Regions from separate parts of the Rattus norvegicus genome. Here region 1 is linked to region 2. A link is a contact called in public Hi-C data. All regions are on one chromosome and are shown on one strand. Each heading gives the region's core, a stretch centred on a gene start, on an enhancer-like site or on the middle of the called end of the contact. The rest is flanking DNA. Distances are from core to core; before and after follow the strand shown.

Region 1 (4,963 bases), core at 321-2,820, 76 kb after region 2:
CTTTGTATTTTACAATAAACTGCTCCCCATGTCCCTCACCTGTGTTTGATTTCTAAAATAAACAGTTTATAGTTTTAGTAGTAAAATGTAAATATAAAGAACTCAGGCTTATTGAGCCTTGCTGATTCTAACACCATGTTGGCAGGGATGGATGCGCGCGCGCGCGCGCGTGTGTGTGTGTGTGTGTGTGTGTGTGTGTGTTTCACCTAGATGTACATCTGTATACAATGTGTGTGCCTGGTGCCCATGAAAACCAGAAGAAGGTGTCAGATCCCTGAAAACAGAGTTACAGATAGTTGTGAGCCACAATGTAGGTGCTGGGGATGGAACCTGGGTCCTCTAGAAGAGCAGTCAATGTCCTTAACCATTTCTGAAACCCCTATTTTGATAATTCTGTTAGAAAAATCCTAATGGATGTTTGAGAGGAAATTTTTTTAGGCAGTTCTTTGAAAATTTAAGACAATGGCTGATAATTTGGGATTAAAGGATTGAAGTTCTTTCTGGGCATGGTAGTGATAGGTACATGCTTTTAATCCCAGCACTAATGAAGCAGAAGCAGGTAGTTCTCTGTTAGTTCGAGATAGCATAGTCTGTGTAGTGAGTTCCAGGTTAGCTTGAGCTACCTAGACACGTGGTGGTCGGGATGGTGGTGGTAGAGGTGGTGATTGAGCTTTTAGTCTGACTTACTCCGAAAGGTTTATCTGTTCTACCACGTTTTCAATGTGTTCTGGTCCAGAAAAGATAGAAGTATGCATTCTCTGAGGCTTGCAGCCTTAGCTTGCTGGGAAAATGCTGAAACCAGGTCAGTGGTTCTGGGGGAACTCAGAGGCATAGCTGTTGATAATTCTTGGGTGGCATGAGGACATTTTCTAGCAAGAAGCATGTGAACTGACCTTAAAGTGAGCCTATTTGGTTAGGTTGGTTTGTTGGCCATAGTGCAGATCAAACCAGGGCCTCACAAGAGCTGAGCAAATGTGCTACAAGTGTATTCCACCAGTCCCTAGCAAGGGTGCTTTCTAACATAAGAAACTGGAGGACTGGACTCTGTGTGGGAACATGGGTGATGTGTTTTCCAGGAATCTCCAGCAGATGCTGATACGTCTTCAGGGAAGGCTGAGTGTTGTGTGGGTTTTGTTCTGCAATAGTTAGATACTAGTAAAGAAGCAGAGAAGACAACTGATAGGATTAGTGCTGTTGGAACTTGTCACAAAGTCTGCAGCCTTGTGAGGATTTTCCAGAAAAGGGCTCAAGTTTCTAATGGCTGTGCCTCTTGGTAGATGAGTTTCAGATCTTACTCCTTTTGGATCCCAGCTCCAAGCTTCATGACTGATCAGAAGATCCCAAGTTGATTCGCACTGAGATAGAGTCTCAGGCGCATGCTGCAGTTGGGGTGAAATCCCTTCAGCCTTTCCAAGGACAGTTTTCCATGGCTGACGGAAGCTCTGTGAATCCTTTGTCCTGCTACATTTCTAGGAAACAGCTTTCCGGGAGTAACCTGACACATACAGTCACAGTGCACGGCATATTTACTCTTTAATCCTGAAAACTAACCCAAATGTCCTGTCCATACAGGGCTCATTTATTTAATGGATTGTGACATTTCAACATTTCCTAGTACTCTCTGAAAGGAAACACTAGATTACTAGGGCAAGGTTACCAAATATGGCTTATGTAAAATGTACAAGTGTCTTTGCAAACTAGTAGATACTCAGTTAATGAAGTCGCATTGCATTGATAACAGTGGCTTTGTGAGCTGAGGTAGTAGGATTATGTGAGAACATTCAGTCTGCTTTATATATTTTTATTTTCAACTTTCTTACGTATCCTTCAATCAGTAATTTAAAAAATACCCTAGAGCCTCATTTTACACAGAAGCATTTTCTCAATTGCAGTTCTCTCCTTTCAGATAATTCTTGTGTTAATTTGACATAAAACTAGCCCGCACAGTCCCCAAAGGACATACAAGGAGATAGATAAGTCCCTACCATCTTACCTTGTAAAGCTTCACCTCATATGTTGAATCCAGGTATCAACTGAAGGGGCATTTTTTTCTTTTTTTTTTATTTTTTCCCCGGAGCTGGGGACCGAACCCAGGGCCTTGCGCTTGCTAGGCAAGCGTTCTACCACTGAGCTAAATCCCCAACCCCGGGGCATTTTTTAAAAAGTGTACCTTATGCTGTCCTGCATTATGTAGCAAATGTCTTCACAAACATTTGTTATACATGATCGTGCACCTTACAAAGGTTCAGCAATGGCTGTCACAAGCTGGGAGGTAGAATGGGGGGAGGGGGTAACTGAAGAAGTACTGCCACATCAGGATTCGGTCTTCCACATAAAACACAAATTATCTGCTTAATTATTTTTGTCTGCTGGTTTGTTTTTCAAGACATGGTTTCTCTGTGCAGCCCTGACTGTCCTAGAACTAGGCTGGCCTTGAGCTCAGAGAGCTGCCTGCTTCTGCTTCCCAAGTGCTGGGATTAAACCACTGCCACCATCCAGCTGCTGAATAACTTCTTAGGGTTCGACTTTTTGCACAAGACACTGTAAAATGCATTCATTATTTATTGCAAAATTGTATTGTGTTTTTGATGCTTCATTTTGATTTTCAACTTGATTGGTTCTGCAGACAACTAGCAGACATGGCTCTGTATGGGTCTGTGGGGGGCATTTCCAAGATTAACAGGATTGAGTGGGTCACACACCTTTTAGGGGCAGCCCAGATCTAAAGAGGTCTAAGGAGGAGCAGTGCTAGTTTTTGCCTGCCCATTTTAGAAATTCCTGTTTTAGTATTCGGTTGATACTCCTTGCAGGTGGGTGCTGCTGCTGCTGCTGCTGCTGCTGCTGCTGCTGCTGCTGCTGCTGCTGCTGCTGCAGATTTTTTATTGTTTGTTTGTTTTTTTGTTTATTTATTTTGCTGACCCAGGGACTCAGATTCCTTGGCTTTCCAGTGTAGATTCAGGATCCATAGCTCTTCAGGAATCCTCCATGCTTCATCACCAGATTGGGAGCTCTGAGGTATCCAACCTCATGGGCCAAGGCTCCTTAACATACAAACAGCTGTTATTGGACTTCCCAGTCCCTGCGGTGTAAGCCAGTCTAGTAAATCTTTGTGGTATTTGTTCACTCCACTGGCTGTTTCTCTAGAGACCCATCATAGAGACAGATGTTCTGCATTCTACTCGCTTAATCTTAATGTACTCGGAATAGGAACTGCTACCAGTGTTCCACTCCAAAAAGGAAAGAGAAAGGCTTATTTAGAGGAGAGGAAGGAGGGAAGAGAGGGAGAGGAGAAGAGGGAGGGAGGGAGTAAGAGGGAGGGAGAGAGAAGGAAGGAGGAAGAGAGGGAGAGACAGAGACAGAGAGACCTATGTAGGGTCCTGGGTAGGTCTGTTTTTGTCAAATTCTCAGTCATCAGTCACATCACAGAGCAGAGTATAAAAGGGTGGGTTTGGGACAGACAGAATCTAAACAGGCCACATTCTTTCCTGTAGAGTTATAGCCTAAACTGAGTCTGGGTTTGATTTGGGCTATCTATTTGGCATTAGTATGTTGAGTATAAGCTCCCATGTACTTACTTATTCTACACAACTTAACAGTGCCTAATGCCATGTAAATGTTCCAGAGGTAGTTGTTACACTGTATTATTTAGAGAATGATAGAAGAAAGTCCACACATACTTGGTGCAGATGCAGGTTTTAATCTCGGGTTGGCTGCATATATGATTATGGAACTGGGGACACAGAGTCAGCTGTACTTCTGGGTCATGGGAAGGTGACCACAGGTTCCATGCAAACACTGCCCTGTTTTACATAAGGGGTCTGTGTTAGTTTGTATAAGCTCTGCCTATGGAGTGGCACCATTAGGTGTGGCCCTGTTGGAGTAGTTGTAGCCCTGTTGGAGTACGTGTGTCACTGTGGGCATGGGCTTTAAGATCCTCATCCTAGCTTCCTGGAAGTCAGAATTCTAGCTGCTTTCAGATGAAGATGTAGAACTCTCAGCTCCTCCTGCACCATGCCTGCCTGGATGCTGCCATGTTCCTGCCTTGATGATGAAGCAGTGAACCTCTGAACCCGTAAGGCAACCCCAATTAAATGTTGTCCTTTATGAGTTGCCGTGGCCATGTGTCTGTTCTCAGCAGTAAAATCCTAACTGAGACAGGGCCCAACCATCCTAGAACCTTGCCGGAGTTGCAGCTAGAAGCAGCTGCATCATAGGACAGGGGTGGCAGTGTAAGGCAGAGGATCTCAGCCTTGTAACAACCTAGGTTGCCACAGTCCCACTCCAGCACATTTTTCAGCTGCAGTCAGAACCTGGCCAAAGCCTGTTGGCTATCATCCATCCATTTTCTAGCTCTCTCACACAGAGCCCCCACCCTCACTCATGAGAGGGGGAGGGGGCTGAATTTCTCCCTCCAAAACAGGCTCTGTCACAATCCTGAAAATGTTCTCTTTGTTAAATATATTAATGCCACACTCTTAAACTATATAGGTAAAATATTATATTTTGTTAATAAGGTCTTGTGGTTTTGCGCCTGTTTGTGTATATGCTTGTGTGATTTTGTGTGCACACAGACGCACGTGTGTGTGTGTGTGTGAGTGTGTGTGTGTGAGTGTGTGTGTATGTGTATGTGTGAGTGTGTGTGGTGTGTGTGTATGTGTGTGTGAGAGAGTGTGTGTGTATGTGTGTGTTTGTGTGTATGTTTGTGTGAGTGTGTATGTGTGCGTGTGTGTGTGAGTGTGTGTGAGTGTGTGTGTGTGAGTGTGAGTGTGTGTGAGTATGTGTGTATGTGTGTGTGAGTGTGTGAGTGTGAGTGTGTGTGAGTGTGAGTGTGAGTGTGTGTGAGTGTGTGTGAGTGTGTATGTGTGTGTATGTGTGTGAGTGTGTGTGTGAGTGTGAGTGTGTGAGTGTGAGTGTGTGTGTGAGTGTGTGTGTGAGTGTGAGTGTGTGAGTGTGAGTGTGTGTA
Region 2 (5,132 bases), core at 2,133-4,632:
TTTACCACTCCTACTCTAACCACAGTCCAATACCATCCGCCTAGGTTGGTGCTAAAGTTCCAAAGCACCATGCTATAAATCCTTTTGCTTGCCACTTCTAGAATGTTCATTTAGCATAATGAGGCTCATATTATAGAGGATCGTTCATCCCAGGCAAGCAGATACAGCCCAGAGGCCAGTGTGTAGCCTTCTCCACTCATATTCTCCTCATACAGCAAATCAAGGGGAGCAGAAATGGCGGCTCCTAGATTTTGATTGGCTCGTTTGTTTATTAGCACGGTGGCCTTCTCGATCTCGATAAGCTTGTTTTATGGGCACTAGTCTATCCGGGCTTGTTTTAAAATGTTATGGTTCTGCTTTGCCTTTTCAAAAAGTAAGCACCTAAAGTCCTTTTCAGTCAGAAAGTTTCAGTGAATCCCTCTGCCTGCTCTGGGGAAGGATAGTTAGAGGCACGAGAATAGGCTCACCCCACCCTGACTCCCACCCCAGTCCTGGCTCTTCTTGTCTTCCTGGCAGACTCCCAGGGGTTTCACCATGACTGACAGACCTGTACCCACCTTTCTGAGAAACATTGCAAGCATGATGGTCAAAAGACCGCACCTCAGGTCCACCCTCCTTGTGACCTACTGTCAAGTAAGGCTTGCTTTGATCAACATTTTCAGCACTGTTTGTGTTCTCTGCGCCCGCTGCAGCCCTGCACGATCTGATGCTCATCTTCAGGAATAGAGCTCTGGGCATAGGAGAAGTCAGCACGGCTGCATACACTTTCCTTACTATCCTGACCTGGTTGTAGATTGAGTTATTTCAAACCCCGCACCACGCGTAAACTCACTGCTGAGGGCCCATCCCTGCGGGCCTCTCTTGGCGTGCAGCTTTCTTCGTGCTTAATCAACAGACTCTCTGAACGCAGTTCACTCCCACTCTCCCAGAAATGCTTTCTGTGTCAGACCCAGATGCCAGGTTCTGGCGTGGCTCCCTAGGCTGCGCTGCCAGCCATGTCAGGTCGTGTCTCTGTATTTAGTGATGCCGTCAGGAAGCCAGTCATATGGGAGCCCCCCACCTCCTGGGGAACTGTGGACAGATTCTCTGGGGAGAGTTATTTTCCAAGCTAATAGAGGTTTTCTTTCCTCCCTTTGACTCATCTCAGAAACTGTTTAATATTCATTTTCGGGGCCCTAAACTGCATTTAATGGTTTGTTAATGTAGTAATATCTAACAGTAATGGCTCCGTGGTTCTCCACCTTCCTAATGCTGCCACCCTTTAACACAGTTCCCCATAAAATTACATCATTGCTACTTCATAACTAATATTGCTATCATTGTGAATTATAATGTAAATACCTGTGATTTTTTTTTTTTTTTTTTTTTTTTTTTGGAGCTGGAGACCGAACCCAGGACCTTGCGTTTGCTAGGCAAGCGCTCTACCACTGAGCTAAATCTCCAACCCCTACCTGTGATTTTCAAATGGTGTTAGGTGACCCCTCTGAAAGGATGGTTTGATCCCCAAAGATGTCTCGACCCACAGGTTGAGAACAGGTTTAGGAAATGAAATCTTACTCACCTAACAGGTGTTTGCCGGGTACACTGTTTTAAGTCTTTAAGACAAGAGGTAAAAACTCGTTGGCTTTAGGCAGCTTACATGAAATGCATCTTAATTAATGTATTGTTACAGATTAAAACACTACGTGAAAATTTGATGAGATTGTGATATTTCAATCTGATTTGGGAGATGTGGTGAACAAGTTACACTGGACACTCACACACATCTTTAATTTTAAATTTATTTAGTGTATGTGCATGAGTTTGGAGGTCAGAATCCAGCTTTCAGGAGTGGCTTCTCTCCTTTTACCTGAGGGTCCTGGAGATAGAAGTCAGGTCACCAGGGATGCTGCCAGGAGTCTTTATGTGCTGAGCTCTCCTCTTGGTCTCACGCATTCGTCTTTGAAAGGATCTTAACCTCGAGGGTAGCAGTTTGTATTTACTTGGGCAAGAACTAGGGAGTTGTTATTTTTGTTTTGTTGTTTTGTACTGGAGATGGACCCCAAGTCCTCACATAGATTGAGCACAGACTCTCCCATTCCCTCCTTCCCTCCACTGCCTTGAAGTTTTCCGGAGACCATAATAAGCACATTACTTAAGGTCCACCGCTGTGACATATGGACGGATTCACTGGTCTTTCTGGATTATTTCCACGTGGTCCACTTTTGTGTTTTAGTTTTACTCTGTCGCTGGGCTTGTCAAGGTGTTGACAGCCCCTCTGAATTCCCACAGAAAAGTAGGTGCTAAAAAAAAAATAGATATAGTGTTATAGACATGGATGGCCTGTAGGTGGCAAGAGTGAGCAACCACAAATCTGACTAACTCCACCACAAACCCAGCCGACTGACTACCTCATCAGAGGGCTTCCCTCGACAGTTTGCCCAAAACAACATCCCTGAAGTCTCTCAGCCCCTTATGTTTTGTCCACAGCGTTTCTCAGTAGTTGATGTTATATGATATTTGTTAGTTCATTGCCAATATTTTTTCTAAGCTAATCTTTTCTAAAAAATTACGCACACCTAAATTTAACACATATGTGCCAGTGCCCCAAGACTCATGTGGAGATCAGAGGGAGGACAATTGGTCTGGAAGGTGTTTCTCTCCTACCCTGTGGCTTCCGGGATTCAAACTCAGGTCTTCAGGTTTGGTGCATTCATGTGCTGAGCCATTTTGTCAGCCCTTTATTGCCTCTTTCTTTCTCCTCAAATTTAATCCTGACCACAGGGTCTTGATTTTGTTCATATTGAACTAGGCCTGGAAAACCGTGCTCAGTGTATGGGTAAAGACGAACGGCCACTGGGAGGGAAGAGCTAACCAACTGAAGGGCGCAGAAGCATTTTAAAGGCATACTTTAAGGAGTCTGGCATCATTTCTCATCAGCGGTAAAGGCATCCTGCCACTGTGGAGAGGAGAGATGTCTTTCAACACTTGTAAAGACGTGTCATTAAAGATCAGTGATCCGCTAATGGCTAACTTGACCGTTAGTCCATAGGTCAATGGGAATACCCAGATGCGCTCTGCTCCTGGCATGCAGATGATGCCTGGTTAAGCAATGTGTTTCCCGGATCTTTGTAACAGAGTTTCCTGTTCAGTGTTTATTGCAGGTGAAACAGGCTGTTCTAAGTCTGAGTTACCTTTGCTTCCTCACGAATGAGCTTACCCTAGTCAGAGAATGTGGCAGAAGGGCCACGCTCGGTAAACTTGTAGCTGTGGCGGTGAGTGTACAAATTGATTTGCACTCCTGTCTCTCTTGCAAAATATTCAGTAAATATTTGGGCCTCCGAGCTATGTGGTGTTGCAAATCTGATGTGTTTACAAAACGGAGGTCAGAGCTCCCACACACAAGGGTAGAGCAAGTAGACACAGCCTTGGAAGGTGGCTGGAGTGTGTCCCCTTTTGTGATCTCAGGAAGCCAGGTATTTCAAGATGTCAACACAAAGCCAGCCCTTCTCCCACAGATCTCACTTTGGAGGACAGAAGTGCAGTCAGTCACAGAAGGGTAGTAGGCCTCCCTAGTAGTGAAAACTGAACAGAAAAATTTAATCTTCTACATGTTTTATTTGTAGAAGTAAAGATTGCAGGATAAAGGAAGTATGGACTTTAGGCAGGCATGGTGAGCTGTTTTGTGGATGCAATAATATTTTCTATTCATATCATTATTGTCTATTCTTTATCAATGTATACTCTACCTCAAAATATATGATTGTGTGCACACATGAACACACACGTGTGCACACATATGTGCGCGCATGCACACACACACACACACACACACACACACACACACACACACACACAAAATGAGAAGATATTTTTCCCAAGTGGAGGGCTGGCCATTTTCCCCTCTGTCTTACAGACTTGACCCACTGCTTTCTAGCACATACTTTTGTGAGTAAAACCTGATGTTTCTGGTCTTCATTTTGTTGGTTGGTTTTTGTGGCCTCACTTGCACACAAGTGGCAACAGCTAGGCTGCATCATGGAATCCGGCATGAAGCAGATGGATGCCCCAAATGGATGGCGTCTGAGCTTTCAGGCCTATGTCAGCTCACTAGGACAGAGTGTCATCTCTGTTAGCAAACTGGTTCTGAGTCAAGTGCTACAGATAATCTTTGGAGCAAAGCTGAGCACCATCAACAGGAGACACTCAGAAGTCCCCAGGGGATGCGAAGGCCCGCATAGCAGGTGTAATCTCAACTCAGAACACAGATGGCTGTGGGTAAGGAGCCTGGAAGATTATTGCTCTCACAGGCAAACCTGCACCTTCTGAATCACACTAAGTTGTCACTTGCCTCACATGATACATCTACTGTTTTCTCTACAAACAAAGCTAGAAGTAGAGGAAATCTGATCTAAGAAATGCCCTTTTTTTCCTAGGAATTCATTAATCATTTATGATGAATCCAAGAAATGAGTGGCACAAGCACAGAGGGGAGCCATTAGTTAAAATAGAATTAACCAAGTGGTAACAATGCAAGACACAATGTAGGTCACTAGACCTAGGGCTCGAACCTGGCAGAAGGTACATCTTTTTTTTTCCCCTAAAATTCTGATAACAAGTTTCAGATTTCGATCCAACCTTTAAAAAAAGAAGAAGAAAATAAAAGTGTTTCAATTCCCAGTCTGGAGCGAGGGCTTGTTGATTAAAAGCACTTGCTACTCCTGCAGAGGACCCAGGTTCCTTAGCCATATGCTGGTTCATGGCAGCTCAGAACTAATTCCAGGGAGCTCTCTTCTGGACTCCTCCAGCACCGGGCACACACACGATACTATGCACATATGAAAACAAACACTCATACACATGGAATCAAAATAGGTACATTTTTTTAATGTTCCAATTCTAAACTTCTGAGATAAAATTCTTTTACTTCTTCAGTGTATGGGTTTTATTTATGTTATGCAAATTGATGCAGCTAATAGAACTTCATGACCTTGAACACCTACCAGCCAACCTGTGGCAATGATTGTAGTCTGAAATTCAAGTCAGTATTTCCCACCTTCGGTGCAAAGACCCATGGGAGAAGCACGTGATCCATCTGCATTCAGTTCTGTTGCTTTCAGGCACCTTCTTTCAAGGCAAGAATCTACTTTTCA

The links. Hi-C and Micro-C count contacts between places; a contact is called where the count stands out from the background.
Region 1: a contact with region 2 is called in a Hi-C map of hepatocytes, with 2.9 times the contacts expected there. The contact joins two enhancer-like sites. A contact is called at or near these places in 9 of 12 Hi-C or Micro-C datasets (the A7r5 cell line, the Rat2 cell line, Schwann cells and 6 more).

What each region holds. Positions count from the first base shown.
Region 1 is chr2:170,722,486-170,727,448 of GRCr8, forward strand. It overlaps Plrg1 (pleiotropic regulator 1), which reads left to right. Exons shown (of 15, transcript NM_021757.2): 15 at 1-34. Among named protein-coding and RNA genes, the nearest start is that of Plrg1, 19 kb to the left of the region's middle. Within about 2 kb of position 1,571, at least 1 of the 93 cell types and tissues checked has an H3K27ac peak or open chromatin away from gene starts, as enhancers often do. A contact at or near this core is called in hepatocytes, where this site is marked.
Region 2 is chr2:170,645,014-170,650,145 of GRCr8, forward strand. It overlaps LOC102555909 (a long non-coding RNA gene), which reads left to right. Exons shown (of 13, transcript XR_010064338.1): 13 at 1-5,132. Among named protein-coding and RNA genes, the nearest start is that of Fgg, 5.5 kb to the right of the region's middle. Within about 2 kb of position 3,383, at least 2 of the 93 cell types and tissues checked have an H3K27ac peak or open chromatin away from gene starts, as enhancers often do. A contact at or near this core is called in hepatocytes, where this site is marked.